Linked DNA regions of Oryzias latipes: region 2 is linked to region 1. A link is a contact called in public Hi-C data. All regions are on one chromosome and are shown on one strand. The core of a region is the stretch at or near the end of the contact, and the rest is flanking DNA. Distances in the headings are between cores, read along the strand shown. Region 1 overlaps robo1 (roundabout homolog 1). Region 2 holds the start of robo1 (roundabout homolog 1).

Evidence for each region. Hi-C and Micro-C count contacts between places; a contact is called where the count stands out from the background.
Region 2: a contact with region 1 is called in a Hi-C map of embryo, with 1.6 times the contacts expected there. The contact joins the promoter of robo1 here to the enhancer-like site in region 1. A contact is called at or near these places in 3 of 5 Hi-C or Micro-C datasets (embryo, fibroblasts and gastrula embryo).

The regions. Positions count from the first base shown.
Region 1 is chr13:9,545,296-9,552,642 of ASM223467v1, reverse strand. The region is part of intron 2 of robo1 (roundabout homolog 1); the gene reads left to right. Among protein-coding and RNA genes, the nearest start is that of robo1, 36 kb to the left of the region's middle. Within about 2 kb of position 2,197, at least 1 of the 8 cell types and tissues checked has an H3K27ac peak or open chromatin away from gene starts, as enhancers often do. A contact at or near this core is called in embryo, where this site is marked.
Region 2 is chr13:9,583,098-9,589,846 of ASM223467v1, reverse strand. It overlaps robo1 (roundabout homolog 1), which reads left to right and starts at 4,665. Exons shown (of 32, transcript XM_023961823.1): 1 at 4,665-5,039.

The sequences.
Region 1 (7,347 bases), core at 948-3,447:
CAAGTGTTTGTGTGATTATTTGTCTCTGAGATCCCCTGCAATGGAGTCCAGGGTGTAAGTTGCCTTCTTTAAGTGTTGGAGGTTGCAGACTCCAGGTTAAGAAGATGGATGGTTGTTTTATAAAAGGTGGAGGCCTAGTTACACGTGTTCCTACTGTTAGTGCTAATAAAATATAGGCCCTTTTGCATAGACGTGTAATACAATGAACAGATTATCTGTGGTGTCACCCAGTGGAACAGGCACACTGAGCAGTTAACTCCCTCCAACTCTACAAACTGGAAAGATGCTTCTCTCTAGGGGGTTGCCTAAAGTGGTCTTTTGAGGAACTACTACTTTTTGTCCTTTCAGGTTTCAATTTTGAAGGAGGCTTTGTCTTATGCTTAGATTATTAAACATATCAGTTTTAAAGGCGAGGTTATGCTACTCAAATTCATATATTTAACATATTTATACATATATTTAAAGCTATCCTTTCAAGGAGACAAAGAGGAGGATGATATTGTTCATCAAATGTCAAACTCCCACATCATAAGCCTTTATTTTGACAACAGCTTCATTTGGTAGTGAGTATGGATGTGTACACTTGTGCACGTGCAACAGGATTAGCTGTGCGTGCAGCCTAGTTTATTCACCTTCATTGAAACACAGCAAAAGCACGTCCGCACCTTTACACCCATCCCTCAATGTGGCCGTAGCACTCAGGGAGCACTCATCCATCCCCATCCATCGAGTGAAAGCGGACCTCTCATGGGGTGTGTGTTGTGGGGCTGTGGGAGAGTACCATCCCACAAATGAATTTCTCCTCACATCCCTCTCTCCATTAAAGAACCTGTTTGTGTTGTGCAGCAGCACTCAGCATTCCCCCTGCAGCTGTTTGTGGCCTCAGATACAAGCACATGTTATTTATATACACGGCTTTGTGTCTTTCAGGCTACCTGCATCTAATGTGCACAATGCTAAGATGGGTTTCTCCTTGCCTTTGTGTTTTCTGTGATGTGCTAAAGTCCATGCATGCTAATGTGTAGTTTAACTTGCTTCGCTTGGTTACATTCTCCGGTTTGTTGATTTTCGGAGGTTTTCTTGCCGCTGTTTTCTGTTGGTGTTCTTTGTCGTGTCCCGAGGGCCAAGCTAATTTTCAGAAGCCAAACTCAAACTAAATTTTAACAGCTAATTCCTACATTTACTAAAAACCTTCATCAGTTATTTTCTCTTTGAAGTAAAATGGTAACTTATTGTAATTTGGGTTGGCAGGAATTTAGGTTATCTCTGTACTTTTATTGTCAAACAACAGTCTGTTTTGTCGTCTAATGCCTGTACTTCACAGCAAATTGGAGCAATCATATTGCATCCCTGCCACAAGTGTGTGGTCTAGTTCATACAAACCTAATTATGATTTTGTGTTTTTAGTGACGGAATGATGCACTTTGTTTTGGTCATAATTTTTATCATGACAAATTGTTTATTATATTGATATTGTATGGACCAAAGATTACTTCTTAAAATTTAATTATACCAGTGACTTTGATGTAAAAGAAGTATCTTATCTAGCCTGGGTATATATATAGATAGATCTGAATCTAAATGGTCAGGGTCACAGAAGTTCTTTTAAATCTGATCCAGGACACTTAATAATATTTTAACTAATTCAACTATAAGTGAGTCTTTAAAAAAACACTTCTAAAATCATTAGAAATCCCACACAAAAACAGGCAGGAAAGTTTTTGCCCACATAATGGAAAGGCGGTTTTAGCTAATTAGTTTGCATGTGTCTCCTGGTTAGCGCTGATAATCATTAGGGATCACTCCGGGAAAAAGTTCTCAATACGAAAACTTTAGGGGCACCTAAAGGTTTCGCATTGAAAACCACAAGGTTTTTGCTTCGCCTTGATGTTCGGTTTAAATCTGAGCTTTAAAGCCTCTGCAGTACCGCTGGGTATTGTGTTCATATATCCTAAATAGCTTTTGTAAAGTACTGAATTGTGAACCTTTTTTATTTTTTTCCCATGCACGCTCATCTTTTCCCTTTTCCCATTTGAGACAAGATATTGAAGATGATCCCTCTATTCTGGCAAGTGGCCATTTTAAATGGAGGCTATTTCAGCTCTTTCATTTGTCAATCAGCCTGAAGAGTGACTCTCCAACGGCAGCGCAGTGTGAGGCAGTAATTGTTAGCGTCCCTTTCTGCCCAATGCGCTGTCTGGTGTTTTGCATGTGAAAGGATCCTGAAAGAAGATGTGATTGCTGAATTAATACTCAGGCTACCTTTTGTCTCCGTCACTTTGGCTTCTGCTGCTTTGAGGCACAGAGGCGAAGGCATTTTCACACTCATTGGGGAGGGAAAGTGTGTTGGGTTTTTTTTGGCATCAGTTTTCCAAAGTGAGAACAGTTTCTCTCAGGAGTTGGCTCTACCTGTTGAAGCCTTTCTTGATTGCCTCCTCTGAGATATTTAAGATTGGATTGAAAGTATATATCTTATGTTGGAAAAAAATGAAGACAGATGAATCCCATATAGATCATTCCAGCAAACCTAGTTTGCACATCAATATGGATAGTTTTATTCAAGTTACTTCCAGACTTCAATACATTACTTATGACTTTTTAATTGTTATTGAAAGAAAATCCCTTAACTTACTCTCTCAGAATTGTTTTGCATTATATGATTGTACTTTTTGGTATTTTTATTTTTATTTTGATAACACCTCCAAATCACATAAAAAATAAATTTGGTAAAATGAAAAGGCAACAAGCACAATAGGTGAAAAACCCTCAGCTTTAGGATGAAATATAGGCCATAAAAGCACCAAATAGAGGATTCGAGGTATGTGCGCCTAATAAAAGCTGGTTAAAGTTTGTTAGAAAATTCAGCTTAACTTGTCCCAGAACACAGGGTTCTCATACAAAACTGTACTTCTACTATCAACTCATGATTGCGTTCAATTTTTGATTTTAACTGTGTATCTAACATTAAAAGAGTTCCATCAGCAAAGAATTGAGAACAAAACTTTTAAAAGTTGGTACTTTAGATATGCAGTTCCGTTACCAAGGAAACCCACCAATTGGCATAACATGGCTAGACATCATCCTAAAAGCTGGGTCACACAACCACTATGTATATTTTGCACATGTTGCATGGATGAAAATTAGTCACACATGAATTTACGTGAAAAAAGTGAGAAAAGTCTTGCATGAAATTCTCACAGATGTATTACAAATGAGCCACTTTAAAATCAGGGAAAAAGCATAAATAAACCACACAAAGAATACGTAAATAAACGTAGAACGTGAACTGTCCGTGATTATTGTGCTTTTTATATGCAATTCACAAGTGATTTGTGCATTAATTTTGTAATTTTATCGTTATATGTGTGCCATACACGCGATACAAAAGTTGTACATCGATGGTGCATGGGTGAAGAGTCGATACACATGGAATGGTCGTGGAAACCACAAATTTGCGTATGATTCTCGCAAAATTCATGCACAATTAGGTAAGAGTTACATATTAATTGTGTATAAATTATGTGAAATACACATAAACTGCGTAATTCCCAAACGACCCAAAATTTTTAACAGTTCATAACCAATAAGATCCGTCGGTCAAAACCTTCAACAGACACCTGCGCACTTTGACAAATGATGAATGCAAGAAACATTTATGAATATGTATATCATTCATATATCACGAAAGACTTATTTCATACGTGGAAAATGCGCAAAATGTACATTGTGACTGTGACGTGCCCTTAAGTTTTTACTATCGCACACGCATGCACGTGGCAAGTTCAGAAACCATTAAAATATTTTCACTTTTATTTCTCTGGTCCTATTTTTCTATTTTGTAAATCAGACATCTTGTCTGTGACAAGATTGCAACAAATCCCTGCAGGAAACGTTTTAAGTCTGTTAACTAAACCAACGCCCTTGGGTTGTAATGAACTATTTTTGAACCTCCATCTTGCAGACACAAGGTAAATTATTTTTTGCTCATATAAAACCATGAAGAAGGAAAAAGAAAAATCACAAGTTACTCCACCTAACCTTCAACAGTAAAGAACCAGACAGATGTTGTCTCCGTGGAAAAACAGCATGGGTACATGTGTTTTCGTTTCCTTCTTTGCATTCTTTACTTTGTATCTTTGAGCCAGAAGTAAAAAAAATAAATACATTCAGTCATCCAATTCTTTAAACACATGGGAGTCTATTCCCAAAAATCTCCTGCAGAGATACTTTTCTAATTTTGTCGTATTGTCTGATTTCTGAATAAGAAGAGACGTTTAAAAGGCTCTGGATGATGGTGCATGTTCATGTCAACGAGTCAATTCACTAAAAATAATTATATATGTGGGTCCAAGAAAACATGGAATGGATGGAATCATTGATTCTCCAGTTTTGATTCCATTATGCGATAGAAGCTAAGAGGTGTTTGCAGCTATTTTAAGTAAATGACTTTTTTCTGCAGTCAAAAAGCTTCAAGACAATCACACTGTTCCCACAACACTTACTGATTCACCCACATGGGTAATGTGAGAAATTTAGCTTCCAGTCTGAAACAACTCACAGTCACGCTTAGATGAAACACCATACCTGTCTGTTCGTTCCATATCCATAATGCTTCTCTGCTTACTCTATAAAATAAGACATTTGAACATTTTTGTAAAGAAACGTGAAACATTGAAAGTGAAGACGCATAAATGTTAGACCAGGGCTCTGCAACCCAAGGCTCTGAAGCCACATGCGACTCTTTTATTCACCCATTGTGGCTCTTTGGCTTTGAAGAAATATGCAACAGATTTGAATAAATGTTTTTTTTATTTTTTTTTAACATTTATGTTTAGATCTTTAAACTAAGTTGATCTTATATTAGTAAAAAATAATAATTTATTTATAATTTTAAACAACTGCTGACCGCTCCTCCAAAATATAGACGTCATAACTAAGCTGATGGTGAAAGGTTTAATTTATTGTCAGACGTGTTTTTTTTTTTTTTTTATCAGAATAATTTTCGAAGCACATGTGTTTCACTTCTGCTGGCCAACAGTGTCTACTTGCTGTTCATAGACAGTCATTCAAAGTATATAACTGAAAAAAAGGAGGAGGAAGCTAGTTTGCACAAAGTGTATTTTATTTTGAAATCACTTGTTTGTGCTGCTGTCAAAAGTAGACGTTGGCAAAAAAAACACATTCATTTTGAATCTGCGATACCAAATATCTTTCAACAGTGTCACGTCTCCAATAGCCATTGGGTCCAACAGGTGTTCCTTACTATAGACCTTTACGATCTCTTTACCGCCCCCGAGTCGTACACAGTTGTGCAGATGCCGGGTGTCTGGTATTTTTGTTGTAAGCAAGTGTAGTGATGGTGAGTGCTTCAACTTCGTGCGGTCGCGTACGCCAATGACATTGAGAAGACGACTGTGGAAACAAGCAAACAATTCCCTGGTGGAGGTATAAAGAAAGCGAACGACGAATTAGAAGAACTGCTTTGAACACGGATTACTGAACGATTCAAAGAGAAAAGAAATGTTCACAGCCAGAGCTAATGTAATACAATGTACTAATCAAATCCTGCAATGTTATTCCTGTGTTGTGGCATTTCTTGACCGAATTTCAACACAAAATGAACACATTAGCCATCACCGTTCTGTCTGTAATTGATTAAATGACAGGCTCTAATAGACGTCTGTCTCTAATAAATTCCGAGCAAGCTGCTAAGTTTTTTTGAACAAACGCCGGGACTACTAAAAGCAGTTAAACGGTCTGCACATCCATCTTTGTAAAAGTTCATATGTTGTTTGTTTTTGTGGGCAAAAGGCAGACACATTGCGGGGCCGCCTCTGGGTTGACGTCACCTTATGGACGGCACCCACAAGGAGCAAGAAACAATCTCTTCTTTAGTGTGCCACAGGTAATATATAGTCATATATATGGATACAGATTAGTCTGAAAGGCTTAACAAAAGCACAATAGGCCCTTTAAAGGTTGCAGACCCCTGTATTGGACAATACTTGGACACAGCTATTCTCATTTTTTTAGCTGTTGAGTGGAAGGAATCCTATTTTACTTCTTAAAACAGATTTGCCAGCATTTAAAGTCCATATTAGATCATCCCTAGAACCATTCAATCCATCATGCAGTTATCAGGCTGGCATTTTCTGTTGTGTTTTTGTAACCTAAATATGCTTACCTTATCTCTCAATACATGAACATTTTAGATTTTTTAAGGCATTTGTTGCTCCAATAATGTAAGTTTTTTTTGCTTATCACAATCTGGACAAGTTAAAGAAATTGGATTTTTTTTTTTTTGTCTTTTTGATCTTGTGCCAAAATTTGTTCCTCTACATGATTCTGGTCTTTGCATCAGTCTCTTCTATGACTGAAATTAGTCCTTTTTTTTCCCCCTCCTGGTTGGTTTAATGTGAAGGGGCCAGCTGTAAAGCCCCCTCTGTGAGAGATTTTCCTGGACATGGATCATCCATTGAGGTAATGCCCATGTAATACAGCCCCATTTCCCTAATGTTTACTGCAGCCACATGCTGCTTTAATTAACAAAATGTACTCCTGTTGCTAAAGAACAATCTCACCTTATCAATCCTTTCTGCTCAGAAACAAACCCTTGTTAACCAAATGCTCATGAAACACGACTTTAGAGCAACAAAAACTTCTATTGAGCTTAGAAATCGAGTGAAACAAATTTGCTGTCAACAACAAATGTTTTTGAGGAGATGGTTTGTACGTAGACAATGGTGGAATCATTTTAAACAAAAGCGGTTTTAAATGATTTTTTTAGCCTTATCTCTCCGTGCGAGCTTCACACGGAGCAGGTTGACATTGGTTTTATTACTACCGAGCATTGATGACGAGCTGGATGAGTGAAAGTGCTGACAAGATGGAATGAACGGGTGATCAGTCACTGGCTGGATGCCCAACACCGGTGCTCAAGGATGCGGAGAGGACGCTGGCCTCTGGATAAGGACACCTATGGCTGAGCCCCAAGCGAGAAGAGGAGGAGGGTTAGTACACATTTCCTGAAATTACCCGCAAACCTGCAGACTGTTCATTCAACACCCTTAAAATTGAACACACAGCTTGATGATGGCAATGATGGCACTGAAACCCTGCACTCAGGTGAATTATGTCAAGTGTCAGTTTTTCAGCTTGATTCCTTTTCTTTCCATCCCTTCCCTTAAATCTATATGTTGCAAACCCCCACCCCCCATAACTGTCTGTTTTTCCTCCTGTCTCATATTGATGTCATGTTTCTGATGGAGCACAGCAGCCTGCACCAATTTGTTGTTTTCTGCTGCATTTTATTACCTGCGTCTGTCACGCCTTCAGGCTTTGCTGCAC
Region 2 (6,749 bases), core at 3,416-5,915, 35 kb before region 1:
CACAAAACTAATTTTCCTCGCAATGTCTTACTAAATCAATTCTGGAAAACTTTTCAAGTTCTGTCATTCAATTCTGTCATTTAGCATGACGAGAAGCTCAGGTTTAAGGCTGTATCATACACGAGAATATTAAAGGGTCTATATCACGCAAAACTAACTTTTTGAGCTTTTAAGTTTATTACAATTTTATTTCTCATAAAAAAAAACAACCCCAACGCATCTCTGAGCATTCCTCTAAAAATTTGCACTTTGAAAACCACCAGTCCCACCAGCTGGCAAAGTTGTCAATAAGCAGTCAGGGTGTATAACCTTTGTTTTATGGTAAAGATTTACATTTAAGTTCAAAAGTAATTCCAAAGTTGAAAAAACCACCTGGATCCCCTTTTAGTGTTATGTGTCATCAAACTGAAGCTAACATGCTCCCTGCTGATTTCAGCTGACCTCTGACATGTTGACAAACATGCCATTTAAAATAAAAATGGAGCCGCACATTTTTCAGATACAACAATTTTGGCAGGAGATCTAAAGTGTAAAGGTCCATTAAGCAGGATCCTCAATTTACACAGAAAAACTAGCAAAATCAGCACTACTTTCATTTTTCTTATTGCTCTCAGTCTATATTTTAAGGGTGGGTTTAGAATTTGAACGCCAGCAGGACATTTTTGGCCATTTGTGCTGAACATGTGGTGGTGTTCCTGGAAACCTGACCTGTTGATCTGTCATCAAGTTAATGTTCAAATGGACCTGTGCCCATCTGTAACTCCTTTGGTTCTTCCCTTTCCTTCCCATCTGTTGTAACTGAGCCTAACACACACTTGTGCACAGACAAACACAATTATACACAGAGAACAACTGTTGCAACATACTTAAAGAGGACATATGGAATACTCCATTAATCACTCCAAGAAGATGTTTGATTTTTGTACGCTGCTGGCAGACGGAGCTAATGAGACATCAATAATAGTCATTTTTACATCTAATGCAAAACCATTGTTAAAACTGGGGAAATCTGCAACACGCGAATCGCCATCAGGTCCAGGCACCGTTACAGCAGTTTGCTGAAGGTATCACACTATCAGCGTATTTTTGTCTGTCTCATGGACAAATATCAGGCAAAGATGGTGAGGGATTTAATCTGTAAGGTTTTAATATTTATGCAGTGTAAATAGTCAAATCATGTCTGGCTTTCCTCTGAAATAACACCCGTGTGCTTCAACAAATAATGAATAAAACATTAAGGAATGTTATTTTTCTTATTTAAAATTAATGTGTACCCTCATTGTGTTTCATTTCTTGTTTTTTTTTTTTCATTTCTTTTTCCTTTTTATAAGATTAATCACTGCAAATAGACATTCCTGTCCTGCATACCAAGCTTGGCTGCATCAGCTGAGTTTTCTAGTTTGTTCAAACACAAATGAATATAAATTAGGATTGATTGTCGTTACCTTGGTGTGGCTTGTTATCAATATTGCCATACAGTGAGAAGATTCCAATCCCAGCTGGTTCCTTCCTTTATGGGGTTTGCATGTTCTTCTGGTGTTTGTGTGGGATATCTCTGGGCACTCAAGCTTTCTCCCACAGTCCAAAAACATGCTTCCTAGCTTAATTGGTGATTCTAAATTGTCTGTAGGTGAGGATGTGCATGTGTGTAGCCCTGCGACAGACTGGCGACCCGTGACACCAAAAGGGATTAAGTGGGTTTGGAAAATGGATGGATGGATGTAGTTAGCTCTGAACGTCACATCCTGACACGCATGAAATAAAGTGGCATATTTCTTACTTTCAAAATAATCAACTTTTGAGTTGTAAAATTTCATGGCTTCATAACTTTTTCTTACACAACTGAGTTTTTATGGCGACGGACATGATAGAATGCTCCCATCTCATTTCACAAAGTCTTCCAGGTCATTTCGGTGAGTTCAGATAAGGACCACTTTAACTTTGGTCCACCTGAAGAAAAGAAAATAGGGCATCTGTTTATTTGCAAGTAATTCTTGCGTATATTTAGACCTACTTTCCACCAAGCACCATGTAAGTAAAGTGATTTTCTATTGTTTTGAGCACCACCATTCAGAATTCTTTTAATTCAAATTAGGTCAATGCATATTAATCAGGTGTGTAACGACTAATTAGCTTAATCTATGATTCAATTGATATTCCTATGACCCAACCGGACTGATCTGTTGAAAGCAAGTTGGTAGCCGAATATCAATCTATCCCATTATGAAATAATTTCAAAATGAATAAAAATATTTTATATTCCTATTGAAACATACTATTTGGATTTTACTATAACGTTAGTGTGATCACAGTGGACAACACATATGTGATGCCAGCAAAAATGATTTTTCATCATTGCAGTCCAATGTGTAGAGACACTGTAGGAGACATTGTAGAATTTGAATTTTGCAAAGACGTGGCCAAACAGTGGGGTAGAATATTCTAATAATGTTCTGATTGTGTTTTTTTTTTGTATGGAAAAACAATTTTATGAAAATAATGTGTGAATGAATTTGCTATTAATTCTTGTTTGTTTGTCCATAAATTCAATTAACACTGGATTGTTTTGCAAGAAAAACAAGGAATCTGGAAAACTTCCCCTGCACTGTTCATTTCTGAGTGACACTGGTTGTTTTTTTTTTTTGCTAAAGATGTCCTGTATCGATTTTAGATCAGTCAATTAGATTGTTCAAAATGAACTAATATCGACTATAAATGGGATCATCAACCACAAATAGAATCGTTAACATGAATGGCTACCCCTCGACTCTTTACTATTTGGGTGTGAAAGTTTTTTGTTGATAAGATAATGGTGATACACCACTTTAGAACACTATTGTTCAACTCTCTACTTTGATATCAAAGGCTGTTTGTCATGTTAACCTCCTTCACAGGGTCCTGACAATAATCAACCCAAGACAGATATTTAAACCTAATTTGTGTCAAACAAGCAACTAAACAGTAGAATTTATTGTTAATCATATTTGGAACAGTTTAGTGACAAACATTTGATCTTGTTGCATCAAAAGTTGAGAGTCGGAGCTCATTCCTGCATGGAATCAGGAGTATGTCAACTGATTGAAAACTGATCTTTGTCCATCTTCTCTGTTTGGTATGACCTCTCTTTTTAGCAAATCATGCAGTTCTTAAGGATGCAGGAAAAATAAGAGTCAGAATGTTTGTTCTTTCCATTTCAAAAAGCCAGCCTCTGCCTTGATTGACAGGGAAGTAGCTTGCGTTCACATTTACCCCTATATAAGTACAGATTTTCAAAATAGAAAAATAAACAAATACTGGCGAACAAAAGGGTTTGCCAAGTGAATAGCCAAATAGGAAGAAAAAGCAACGGGGAGCATAATGTATGAATTGATGTGCTGATTCCAGAGGATGATGGAATACATAAATGCATTAATATAGAAATTCAATTTTGAGGCCAAATAGAATCTTTTGTCCTTGCAAGATTTTCCTTTTACAGACGGGTAGAAAGAAACTTCAGCTTTAAACACAGCAAATTACATGCAAATATATTGCAAGTTTGGATGCGTTTTTAATAATGCTGTATGCAAAACTTTCTAAATGCCGCATTCTCTAAATGATTAAAACATGCAGGAGTAGACTTTTTTTTTTTGCATCACTAATGAGAACTCGCCAGTGCCTCAGATTATCAATAATATATCTATTTAGTTAAAGGCTTTGCTTTGAAATTTCAAAATCTAGATTTGATTCTTTTCAGGTTTTAGTTAAGTGAAATATTAAAACAGTTTGTTTGTTTTTTACCAAGTCTATTTGTGCAAAAGACCATTTGGATGCACTTTGAGTTGAGGAACTTAAAAAAAGAACACTGATTCTAAAGTGTAATGGGGACATATTTACCACAGGAACAATCATCGGCAGAGCAGATATCCTGCAGTGACTGCTGTACTGTTTTCCAAACCACTAAAGAACATGATTATTAAAGTGCTTTTTGAAAGATTGGTTTGTTGTTTTGTGGAAGTTGATTGTAACTGCAAGTAATGGTCCTCTGTGTAATTTCGTGTACTTTTCTTTTTTTTTTTTTTTTGGTGTGAGAGTATATATCAAATACTTGCATGTTGATTCAATTTCTGTGGTCAAAGGGACGAAGTACAAAACAGTTTAGCTCTTATGTCTCCACAAGTTGAGTATGGGTGATCAATAATGATTAAGGTAATCCATTCTTCTCTTCTTGATGATGGGTACATTTCTTTACAACTTTTTAGATCCACAGAAAAAGCAGCTTAAATTGATACTGGGTGGAAATAAAAATGGGAAACCTAGATAGCCTGCAAATTGAAACAGTGATCAATTATGTGATCTTAAAAAAATAGCACAAAAAATTTGCATGGGATTTTGTTCAAATATATACTGTAAAGCATTAATACATTTTTGCCATCTTTATCAGTCGGTTTTGAATTCTCATTCTGAATTCTATAAACTATGTTCTAGAAATTTGATTCTCTGTTAAAGGTCCTGAAACCATAAAATAAGGAAACCAAAAAACAATTCCAAATGTTTTTGCATACAAATGAACTTAAATATTTTTGAGTGTTCAGATTATGTAGTCCAGAGGAGGACCCTCATGTTCTCCAAAGCATTGCTTTTATGTGGATCCTCGTCAGTCTCGGCAGGCTCTGGACTGGTAGAGATGTCATTAGTTTAGCGCAGCGTTAGGACCCAGAGAGGCTGACGAGGCTGCTCGCTGCAGGAGCAGCATGGACAAATCTGCTTGCGCCAGGCTCTTCACGGCTGCACTCCACACTCCATCTTTCCCTACTGAGGATATTGTTTTTTTTCTTGCATGCAGGATAAGTTTTCAGGCACGACTCTTTTCATTTGCCCGAACAATGATTTTGTGCGTAAAACTCGGAGAATCCGCACAACCCCTGTAGTTGCAGTCTTTCCCCAAATCTCGCTCCCAGCAAGAAGCGCATCAAATAAAAGTTTCACGCACTCGCCGGTATGGATCACCTCTGTTTTTAAGTGGGAAGCGCGTGCAGCAGCCTTTGCGTCATTTTGGAGAGGTAAGCTGACTTTTGCGTTAGGAGCGTTCTTCATGGATAGATGCGCACAGCTGGAGATAATGCGTCGTTGCGCATGAAAGCTGTCCATTGTCTGTGTGAGCCATGCAAAACACGTTGCAATTGCTTGTAGTGTAAGATGTTAAGCTGAGGTTTGGCTGCGCGTAAATCCTACCGCTTCTACGCAAATGAATGTAAGGGTTTGAGATCTTACATAATGACGAGCCTTCAAAGTAGACATTTGTAGTAAAGCCTCTCCACAGTCAGCGTGCTGTTGCTGTGATTTGACAGGTATTACTTGTCAAAGCTGCCTGTTGAGTGGCTGCTTAGTGCTCTGGCGGAGCTGTTCTTTCTCTGCGGTGCTGAAAGTTTCCTATCTGGCCAAATGGTCTGATAGCAGACAAGAAATTGGGCAAATTCTGCATTTTTATGGGTTTAAAAGGCTTAACTTTATGATGGAAACAGCAAAAACACAGCCAGGCTGTTTCTGATTGCAACAAGCAAACCTTTAAAGGTCGTCATTGGAAATATTGGGGGGTCTTTGCCCACCGGGAACAGGACCTCAGCAGGCAGGGTACTGGAAAGGTAATTTTTATGAATGGGAAATATAACCCAGACTACACAGAGTGCCAAAGCAAAACAGTGATTGTATCTTTGATCCTTAGAGACACGGTATGTTATGAACTTTACATGATAAATGTGACACTCTTCTACTCTTATAGTGCTGTTTCAACAGAAACAAATTGGGTTTATCATCCCTGCCACCTCCTTTGAAGGTGTTAAGGAAGAATCTGTGACAGTTTTTACTATCAATCTGCTGTTCCGCACACCGGTGAGGCGCTCGTCGCATCCTTTAGGATCTTTGCAGACAGTGTCATCCAAGCTGCTTCTTTTGTGCCATATTTTTTCTCACTCTTGCTCGGGGGCTGTGATGTAGCAGCTCTTTGTGGTAGCGCTTGTCTCCCACCAGCCTTTGCAGCAAGTGACAGTGGGACTTTACAAACTGATGCACTTTTAAGGAACACAGGAAGGTTTCCCTGTGATTTGTTTGCTGCTGTTCTAAAGAGATGAGAAAGGAATCTTTAGGTTTTCTATGAAGGGTTTGGCAGGGATTTTGCAGCATTGTGGACTAATTTTTAAAGGCTTTGACCTTTTTCCTGGATGTATAAGTTAAAATTCTGTTTAGGGTGATTGATTTGTTTCTTTTTTTGTCAAAAATATTCAACAAAGGGAAATATCACAAAGAAAAATTATTTCTATTTTTCCTTCCACTGTTATTTTTTTCTTGTCACAAAACTGTAAATTTAAAGTATCACACTGGATTAGAAGAGGCTTAATTAGGTTCACAGCTGAGATCAGACACGAAACGCTAATGAATGAGAAATGAGGGATACGAGAAAAGCAGGCGTTTATCTCCACCTTATTGTTGGTTTTGTTATTGGAGTGTGTGTGACTTTCCCCACCGTGAAGCTCCGGTCACACGTCTGCGTTTGCCACAATAAAGCTCTCTAATCCAGAGAAGCAGTCCAGATATGCTTTCATGGCAAATTTAGGGCTTATCGACTGACTTGGAATTTTGTGTGTGGCAGCCAAAGCTGAACATTAATAGATTTCATCTAACAGGATTAGTGATATTTGGAAATGAGGGAGGCAGGAAAAAATGAATAAGACATTAATACCCCGTGTGCATAATCAACAACACTAACTAATGTG